2 separate regions of the Triticum aestivum genome follow, and region 2 is linked to region 1. The links are chromatin contacts, called in public HiCAR-type maps. All regions are on one chromosome and are shown on one strand. The core of a region is the stretch at or near the end of the contact, and the rest is flanking DNA. Distances in the headings are between cores, read along the strand shown. Region 1 has its middle 290 kb from the start of LOC123062301. Region 2 has its middle 140 kb from the start of LOC123062301.

Region 1 (4,479 bases), core at 1,030-3,529:
GACCGCGCCAGCCACACCCACGCCTACGTCCTTCAGCCTCAATGCCTTAGCTATGGCCGACAGGTCATCCATTAGGGGGCAAGGGAAACGGCCATGTGAGAACCACACTGGCAACCGTCCCGACGCCCGCCAACTATTCAACGAAATGCCGGCATCGACACAAGATGACCCGGCCAATGATTTTATCGTGGAGCACATCATTTTCGAGGGTGGCAAGGGTGGCTTGGGCTTCAATCCCGATGAGAGCCGAAGCCAAGACGACCGCGGCCACTTCACACAAGGCCAAGAGGGCATGACCGACACCTTCACACAAGGCTAAGAGGGCATGGCCGACACTTTCACGTAGGCCACTAATTGCCGGAGGACTACGGCCAAGAGAGAGAAGATGAAGTGGACATCGAGCGAAAGCCTTTGTTTGCCGGTGAGCTCACTCATCAAGCCAATGCGCAAAAGAAAAGACGGCAAAGCATTCGGACGAAGGCATACACAAAGGATGAGGGCAAGCTCATTTGCAAATGTTGGAAGGATATTGGACAAGATCCCAACATTGGTGCCAAGCAAAAAGGATCAACCTTTTGGTTGAGAATTCATGCATAATTCCATGAACGCAAGAAGTTCGCACCCTACAAGTTTGAGAGCAAGCATGGTTGGATGTCCATCTCGAGCAAGCGTGGTTCAACGAGGTGGGGGTTTATCCAACAAGAGTGCAACATTTTTTGTGCGGCCGAGAGCATCAAAGGCGTGATGCAACGACATTTGCTTTGCAAGGCATGATGACCCCAAAGGAAGCAAGGGAGGAGAAGAGTCAGCAAGAGAAAGAGGAGCAAATAAAGTCCTACATCGAGATACAAAAGAAGCTCGAGATCGAGGAGACCGTCCAAACGAAGAAGCTCGAGATTGAGAAGAGCATACAAAGACAAAAGCAAACAAGGTGAAGCTCGCGCTAATGACGAAGGAGGTGGAGATCATGGCGGTGGACTGGCCCAAGGTGTCCTAAGGAGAAGGGTTTGGTTCGAGAAGAAGCAAAAAGAGATGCTCGAATAGATGGTTGATCTATGGCTGAGAGCGTCATCTTCTTTGTATGCCTGCATCTGTGCCAGCATGAACCACGGCCGAAATCATGGCATGGTTGAACTATGTTTGTCTTTTTGCATGCTGGCAGCTCTACCGGCCGCTCACAAATATGCTCGCATGAACTATTGTTTTTTTGACGGGCTTGTATGCCGGCCGCTGACACGAAATGTCGACGTTAGCCTTTTTTAATAAAATTTCATTAGCAAAAATTTAGACACGAACAAAAATTGCATCGGCTGGCTAAGCGCACCAGTCATACGCAGTCGGAGCCGACTCAAACGGATAAAAGACGCATAAAATCTGCGTCCGTTTGTGTCGACGAGTTGCCCTGGTCCACATAATTAATTCCATGTTTTTTTAGCAGTATTCCATGTTTTTATGGGCATGGACAGCCCGGCCCGACCCGACGCTGCTCCCGGGCCACGCCGGGTCTGGGCTCACTATTTTTGCGCTTTATTGAAGAGGCCCGAGGCCTGGCAGGCTTTTGTAGTGGCGGGCCGGGCTTGGATCTAAAAAGTAGGCCCGACGGCTGGGCCGGGCTTGGGCCTGAGTTTTCTATCTCGGGCTTGGTCAGGCCCGGCCCGCCAGGTATAGACGATGCGCTGGACGTATGTACACGAGGCAATATCACTTGATTTCTCAAAAAAAAAAGCGAGGCAATATCACTCGGCTGCACTCTTGATTAAGCCGAGGACGATACCGTCTTTATGCCCAGATTCTCCGCTGGCCTGCAGTACGGGGCAGGCCGCCCCCCAATGCGACCAGCGCCGCTGGAACAGACTGACCAAGACCATAGCCGTGATGTCATCTGACCACAAGGCTACGTCCGACGCTCCACGAGCCCGTCCGCACCGCGCCGCTCCCGCCAGTCCCATGCATGCACCCTTCTCACTCATCGCTGCGCCGGAAAAGCTACCCTGCCGTTTCCTGTGCCCAGCGGCGCCTGCCAATCTGCCACGCACCGTGTAGCCTTTGCCCGCCTGCTGGCCGCCCTATAACGAAGGCGACGTGTATATTATTGCAAAAACGAAAAAGAAAAGGAAAACAGAGAAAGAGTCGACGTGAGGGGGAGAGGGTTATCCATACGCGAATTGAATCGAACGGCGCCGTTCGTCAAGCCGCGAGTCTGGACGCGCACTGTCGCGCAAAGGACGGATGGGACGGGTGAGACGATGAGCGCCTGGGGCTGTGTGTGCGAGTCAGGGCCGGGCCGGCGGGCGGGTCCCCCGACGGAGGCCGGAGCAGAGGTGCCGTGTCGCGGCGATGGGAGCAGGTCGGGCCGTGCCGCACGTGGCGGGAAGACGTGTGTGGCGCCGCGCGGCGGGCGGTTCTTGACCGGATCCGTGGCCGGCGCGGCGTCCAGCCAGTGCGGCTGGGCCCACATCGCTTGGATCCTACTGCCCCGTCCACATTGGCCCAATAGTACGTGGGCGTAAGTGCCTCCCCCCTTCTGGAAGCGGGAAACACGGAGCCTGTATCGCGAGCTCGTGAAATTTCTCAGCTGGACAAATATTTGCCACTGATACGACTCTCAGTTTTGCATCATACCGGGGCTAGAGTCAGCAAATGAACAAGGAGCGGCAAACTCCAAGATCTAAGCACAACCTAACGGAAAATAAGACCCTAATATTTGGGGAACGTTCCCCACAGGGAGGTCCCGTTCCAGCAAACGAATCATTTGCTAAGGGAACCTTCGTTGTACGTATCTGGGCCTCAATTGGGCCAAAAAAGACCATTCGCATTAACACTCTTTTTTTTTTGCGTTGTAACACACAACTAACCCAAAAAAACTCAAAGAAAAAACATGTATAGAAAAAAATTGCTAGTTGCCATGTGAACAAAACATTTTAAATAAAAATGCCACCATATAAAATCATACATGGTAAAATTGCATATTAATTTAAAAGTGAGTACATAAATTTGCCATGGCACAAAAACATAAAAAAAGAAAAAAATGCATTGCTAACTTTGTCGTGGTTCTATAATTTGAGTTGTCATGATAACAAAATTTTGGCTGCCATGGCAAGCAAGTTTTTTTAGTTTTATGATGATAATGATTCAATTTTCAAAATTGTTAAGAAACAAAAGGGATATTGCCATGATCTAGACAGATAAAAATGCCATTAAATTAGAAAACAAATCCATGATAAAAATATTAAAATTGTCGTCTTGTCTATTTTCTTTGTCAAAAAAACGCACAGAAAGGAAATTTCGACATTCAATAACTAATATAACCATGCCATTAAAAATATTAGCGTGCTATAGATAAAAAATGTCATGCCCTTAATAATAAAAAATTTATGCTCTTAATAATTACAGTGACATGAAACAAAATATTAAAATTGCAATATCCCCTATTTTCTTTGTCAAAACAAAAATAATACAAAGAAAACTGTCGTGATTCAAAAATAAAATTTTTGATGCCATTTAAAATGAATTTACCATGCTCTTAAGAATAAAAAATGTCATGCTGTAAATAATAAAAATGTCATTCTGTAAATATTTGTCCTGGATATAATCCTGATAATACTACGCGAGTGTGGATGTAGAGGCAATCATATCTATCGACCAACACGGTGGGAGTACGGACAAGGAATTATACAGATTCAAACCCTCTTCAGTGGAGGTAATACCCTACTTGTGTGTGGCGTTCTTGTTCTTGGTGTAGGTTACAATGTGAGAGAGTTCAACCCTCAGCCTAATGCCCAACACCCAGCTTATATAGAGTGCACTAGGAAGGGGTGTTGTAACGGGCTCGTATAAATGGTTGATGGCCACATGCACGGGTGACTTTTCGTGGCTATTAATATTGTTAACTATCGTATTTAACTAGATTATGCCATCATTGAGTAAAGGTGATAATGAATGCATCATGGGGTCATGGTATCCTAGGTCGTGACCAACTGTAGGTCGTCCAGCTGCCTTTGTGAAAGGATCAATATGGTTGACTAGGAGGGGGGTGAATAGGTAACTACCAATTTTTAGCCTTTCTTAACAAATTAAGAATAACAACAAATAGGTTGTCTAGAAATACAACTAGGTGAGCAACCTATATGATGCTAACAACACAAGCAAGTAAAGGATACAACGCAACAATAACTTGCACAAAGTAAAGCTAAGAAATAACCACAAGTGGAGCCGGTGGAGGCGACAATGTGTTACCGAAGTTACTTCCTTTTCAGGAGAAGTACGTCTTTGTTAGAGAGGTGTGGAAGCATAATGCTCCCCAAGAAGCCACTAGGGCCACCATATTCTCCTCACGCCCTCGCAAATTGCAAGATGTCATGATTCCACTAGTGGTGCCCTTGAAGGCGACGACTGAATCTTTACAAACAAGGTTGGGGAAATCTCCACAACAAGCTTGGAGGCTCCCAACAACACCATGGAGCTTCACCACAATGGAAT
Region 2 (4,479 bases), core at 515-3,014, 160 kb before region 1:
AGTATCCGCAGAAGACTCCTGAGCGAAAAGTACAGCGCCGCCTGCTGCACTGTGCACGGCCGCACCGTCGGCTCCTGGGGCTAATGAGGCAAGACCAGAAGCATGTGGCCCTGTTTGGATACTCTAACTCAGTTAGAGGTTAGAGTTAGATTCTAACCTTGAACCAACCCTAAACTAACTCTAACCAAAGAGTTGTTTGGATGATAGGGTTAGATTGATAATAAATATTCTTTTCCAATCATTTGACTACTTTAGGCCATGTTTGGATGGGAGGGGTAACTTTTTTTACTAATTTTTTAGTGGGCCCAAGAGAACTAACCCAAATAAGCTCCTCTAGTGTGGGCTAGTTTTTTGGGTTGGGTTAGATCCAACTAACCCACCATGTTTGGATACTTTTGGGTTATTTGAGCCTCAACTAACCAAAACTAACTCTAACCTAGGTATCCAAACAGGGCCTGTGTTTACCGAGCAAAACACTCTTCCGGTAGTAAAAGAGACACCCAACCCAACTAACCCAGCGCCACCATTACCGACAGCTCACCCGAAAGCAGAAACGCATGAACGAAACAGACGGGCAATGACCGAGAAGAAAGGCCAAGCTTTCCACAAATAGGTATATACAGCTAGCCGGACCAGTGCCGTCGGCTCCGGCCCCTTGCGGCCGTCAGCACGTCTCTCTCTCGCCGTCACAGAAGTCCACTACGGCCGATCGCAGCTACGCGATCGCATCACGACCCGAACAGCAGCGACGGCGGCTCGTTGAGGTCGAACGGGAGGCCGGCAGGCCCGGGCGCCATGCCGAGCTCGAGCGCCGTCGACGGCGGGACGGGGACCGCCGGAGACGCTTCCTGCGGGAGACGGGGCGCCGGCGCGGCCGCAGGAGGCGAGAAGTAGACGAAGTGCCACGGCGAAGGGAAGTTGAGGTCGACGCCGCCGAACGGAACAGGCTGCTGCTGCAGAGGCGGGCGGTGGTGGTGGTGGCCGGGGAAGTTGGTCTTGGCCTTGGCGCCGCGGAGGGTTCGCGCGGCGCGGTCGTAGGCGAGGGCGGCCTCCACGGGGGTGTCGAAGGTGCCCAGCCACACCCGCGTTTTCTTCCACGGGTCGCGGATCTCCGCCGCGTACCGCCCCCACGGCCGCTTCCTCACGCCCCTGTAGTGCGCCTCGCCTCCTCCTCCCCCTCCTCCTCCTCCCGCGCCACCTTGGCCATGGCCGCCACCGAGGCTCGCCGCTCCCCGCAGCACCGGATCCATCGGACGGGGAGGCGCACAGTGAGTCTACTCGGCGCGGCAGTGTCTGGTTCGCTCTCTTGGACGACAGGTCCGTCTATCTAACGCAACGCATGTGGAGCGCTACGTGGGGTGGGATTCTTTGGCTGGCGCCGGGTGTACTGGTATTATTATAGACCGGCGCCGCACCGCGTAGAACGGAGGGGCCCGTAGCCGCACCTTGGGTTGGGGTTCGGGGGGTTGGGGTGGGTTGGGGGAGCACGGCACAGCCGCCGCGCGACTTGACGTATCGCCGGGCGGGGCCGCTTCCTCTTTTTCTTACTGCTGCTGCTGGTCGCTGCGCGGTACAGTGCCGTTCCTGGCGCTGTGCACCCACCGCCTCCGTTCCATTTCTCTCTCCGCCTGCTCGCGTGACGACATGCCGACCCAATACGACCGCCCCGCCGCTCGCCTTTCATCGGTCCTAGACGGACGACTCCAGCTCGCCTGGGGCATGCGGCGCCGGACGGTGCAGCGCCCATGTCTGGTGGGGCCGCGATCGTCGGGACCTGCCTGTCAGTGAATCTCGCATGCCTGCGCCATCCTCCTGCCCCGCTTCCCGCCTTGTCGTTTATTCGCCGCGAGGAATAAAAGTGGTATGGTACGATCAGGTTACGATGACCGGTGGGGGCGTGGGCTCGCTGTCCCCATGGACCAGTCAGTCAAATGAGCATGGCCCGGGAGGATACGCGGTGGGTGGCGTCGGGACGTGTCGACGGGCACTTGCTTGCGCGCGGGTTCACGTGCGAGGAGGCGTGTCGTGGGGCGGGGGACAGCACGGGCGGGCTGGAACGGGACGCGTGTGGCGCGTCGCCGCTAGTGAAGGCGGCGGGGCCCGGGCGATAATAAGGTCAACTCCACCGCGCGACCCTATCCTGTCCGGCCCTGTCCGTTTGAGATAAAAGAAATAAAAAGGCGGCCTAGCGCGCGGAACAAACGAATTTTTGTCCGCTTTGTGTCCGCTTTCGACACATCCCCGGCCCAAACTTGCGTCGGTTTTGGGGTGAAGCGGACAGCGCGCGGACGGCGGGACGCGCGCGCTTGTCCTCCCCTGGCCCGCCTGTCGGTGGGAGAAACCAAAAACCCCCCGACGGCCATTTGGCGCCATTTCCTCCAAACCCTCCCACGTCCCTCCCGCCGCCCCCCCTCTCTCCCCGTCCATGGCCGACGCCCCGCCGAGTTCCGGCGGCCTGGCCGTCGACCCGACCGCAAAGGTGAAGAAGAACGCGCCAAGGAAGCCGCGGTCGGAGTACACGCCGGAGGAGATCGCCAAGTTGGACGCGGTATCGGCGAAGAGGAGGGAACGGAGAGCGGCCGTCAAGATGAATGTCGTCGCGGCCAAGTTCGCCGCCCAGCGCGAGGAGCTGGAGGCCGCGTGGCGCAAGGCCGCTGCCGACGCGAAGGAGGACCTCGTCAACAAAGCGCACGCCATCCTCATGCTTGGCATGGGCCGTCCGGCGGGGTTCCATGCAGCGGCCGTCGGCCCGGCGAGCACAGGCTCGTCGGTCGCCCGACCTACGCACTGCCAGTCGCCGACGTCGCGCGACGCGCCCATGTCGCCCGGCTTTCCTCCACCCAGGCACGACGACCAAACCCGTTTCTCGGCGTCGCCAGACGTGGGCTTGTTCGCGCCGTCCACACCACGCCTCGCGGCCGTCATCGACCTCAATGTGACGCCTGGGTCCAGCAGCGGCGGGCGGCCTTCCGTCGAGATGCAAAGAAAGCAGGCGCGTGCACCGTTCACGGGCACCATGCCGGCCCCCCGCGTGTTGTTTGACGAAATGCCAACCTCAACGCCGACGGTGGACGACCCCTTCTACAACCAGTACATGGAGGACGTGATCTTCTAGGGTGGGCATGGTCGTGCCTACGACCCCGATGAGACCCAAAGTCAGGATGGCCGCGCCCAGTACGTGCCCGATGAAGAGGCCGACGACCGTGCTTACTACGACCATGGTGATTCGTGGCATGAAGACGATGACATCTATGTCGAAGGTGAAGATGAAGATGAAGCCAATGATGTTGATATTAGTGGCGCTCCATTGTTCATAGACGAGCTCACCCAAAGAGCGGAAGCACAAAAGAAGCGGAAGAGCATTCACACCGGTTCATATACACAAGATGAGGACAAGTTGATTTGCCAATGTTGGATGGAGATTAGCCAAGATCCAAGGACCGGCGCGCAACAAAAGGGCATTGTTTTTTGGAGGAGAGTCCACAAAACATTCCATGAAAGGAAGATGTTTGAGCCCTACCAAATTACAAGCAACCGTGGCATCGGATCGATTCAAAAAAGATGGTTGTTCATCCAATAAGAGTGCAACAAGTATTGTGCCGCATTTGAGAGCGTTGAAGCACGGCCCGTGAGTGGTCTCGGCGTTGGAGACATGGTATGCTCTTCTCTTTCTAGCCCTTGCTACGGCCATGAGACTTCGGCCGTGTATATGTTTGCATGTTCACTTGTTGTTGATCATGTGGTGTAGGCATTTCAATCTTTGGAGGCATTCAAGGCCCGGCACAATGACAAGCCATTCACTCTTACGCATTGTTGGAAGATCATCAACAATTGCCCTAAGTTCAAGGATCAATACCGTGAACTTCAAAGGAAGAGAGGCAAGAAGACGGCCAAGTTCGCCGGAGGTGGGGATGGCGAGGCATTGAAGAGGCCGAGGGGCAAGACCAACTCAAAGGTGGACGACATACGTGACGCCTCATCCATGGCCTTGCATGAGACTTTGCATGGCATGATGTCACATAAGGATGTGAGGGATGAGAAGAAGCGGCAAAGCAAGGACGATCAAACGAAGCAATACCTAGACCTCCAACCATAGAAGCTTGAGATGGAGGAGGCGGCCAAGAAGAGGAAGATAGACATGGAGGAGGCGGCCCGGCAAAGGCAGCTCGACATGGAAGAGGCCGCCCGGCAAAGGCAGCTCGACATCGAGGCCGACAACGTCAAGGCCAGGCAAAGGCAGCTCGACATCGAGGCCACCAATGCCGCCACCAAAGCGAAGGAGGTGGCCCTTGCGATCATGAGCGTGGACTTGTCGAAGATGAGCGACAAGACGAGGGCCTGGTTCGAGGCCAAGCAGAAGGAGATGCTCGACGCCGAAGGCCTGAACTAGGTCGTCCTATCGGTGTGGCCGTTCTTTTTGGAGGCTGGCATGGGTGCCGCCCGCCCGCTGGGCCGCTGGCAGTGTGCCGGCGAAAAAAC

Evidence for each region. HiCAR-type assays count read pairs that join an accessible place to other places.
Region 2: a contact with region 1 is called in a HiCAR-type map of leaf, with 5 times the contacts expected there. The contact joins two enhancer-like sites. A contact is called at or near these places in 2 of 5 Hi-C or Micro-C datasets (both in leaf) and 1 of 1 datasets of contacts at active chromatin or transcription factors (leaf).

What each region holds. Positions count from the first base shown.
Region 1 is chr3A:574,087,136-574,091,614 of IWGSC CS RefSeq v2.1, reverse strand. No RefSeq gene overlaps it. Among protein-coding and RNA genes, the nearest start is that of LOC123062301, 290 kb to the left of the region's middle. Within about 2 kb of position 2,279, at least 7 of the 8 cell types and tissues checked have an H3K27ac peak or open chromatin away from gene starts, as enhancers often do. A contact at or near this core is called in leaf, where this site is marked.
Region 2 is chr3A:574,243,241-574,247,719 of IWGSC CS RefSeq v2.1, reverse strand. No RefSeq gene overlaps it. Among protein-coding and RNA genes, the nearest start is that of LOC123062301, 140 kb to the left of the region's middle. Within about 2 kb of position 1,764, at least 8 of the 8 cell types and tissues checked have an H3K27ac peak or open chromatin away from gene starts, as enhancers often do. A contact at or near this core is called in leaf, where this site is marked.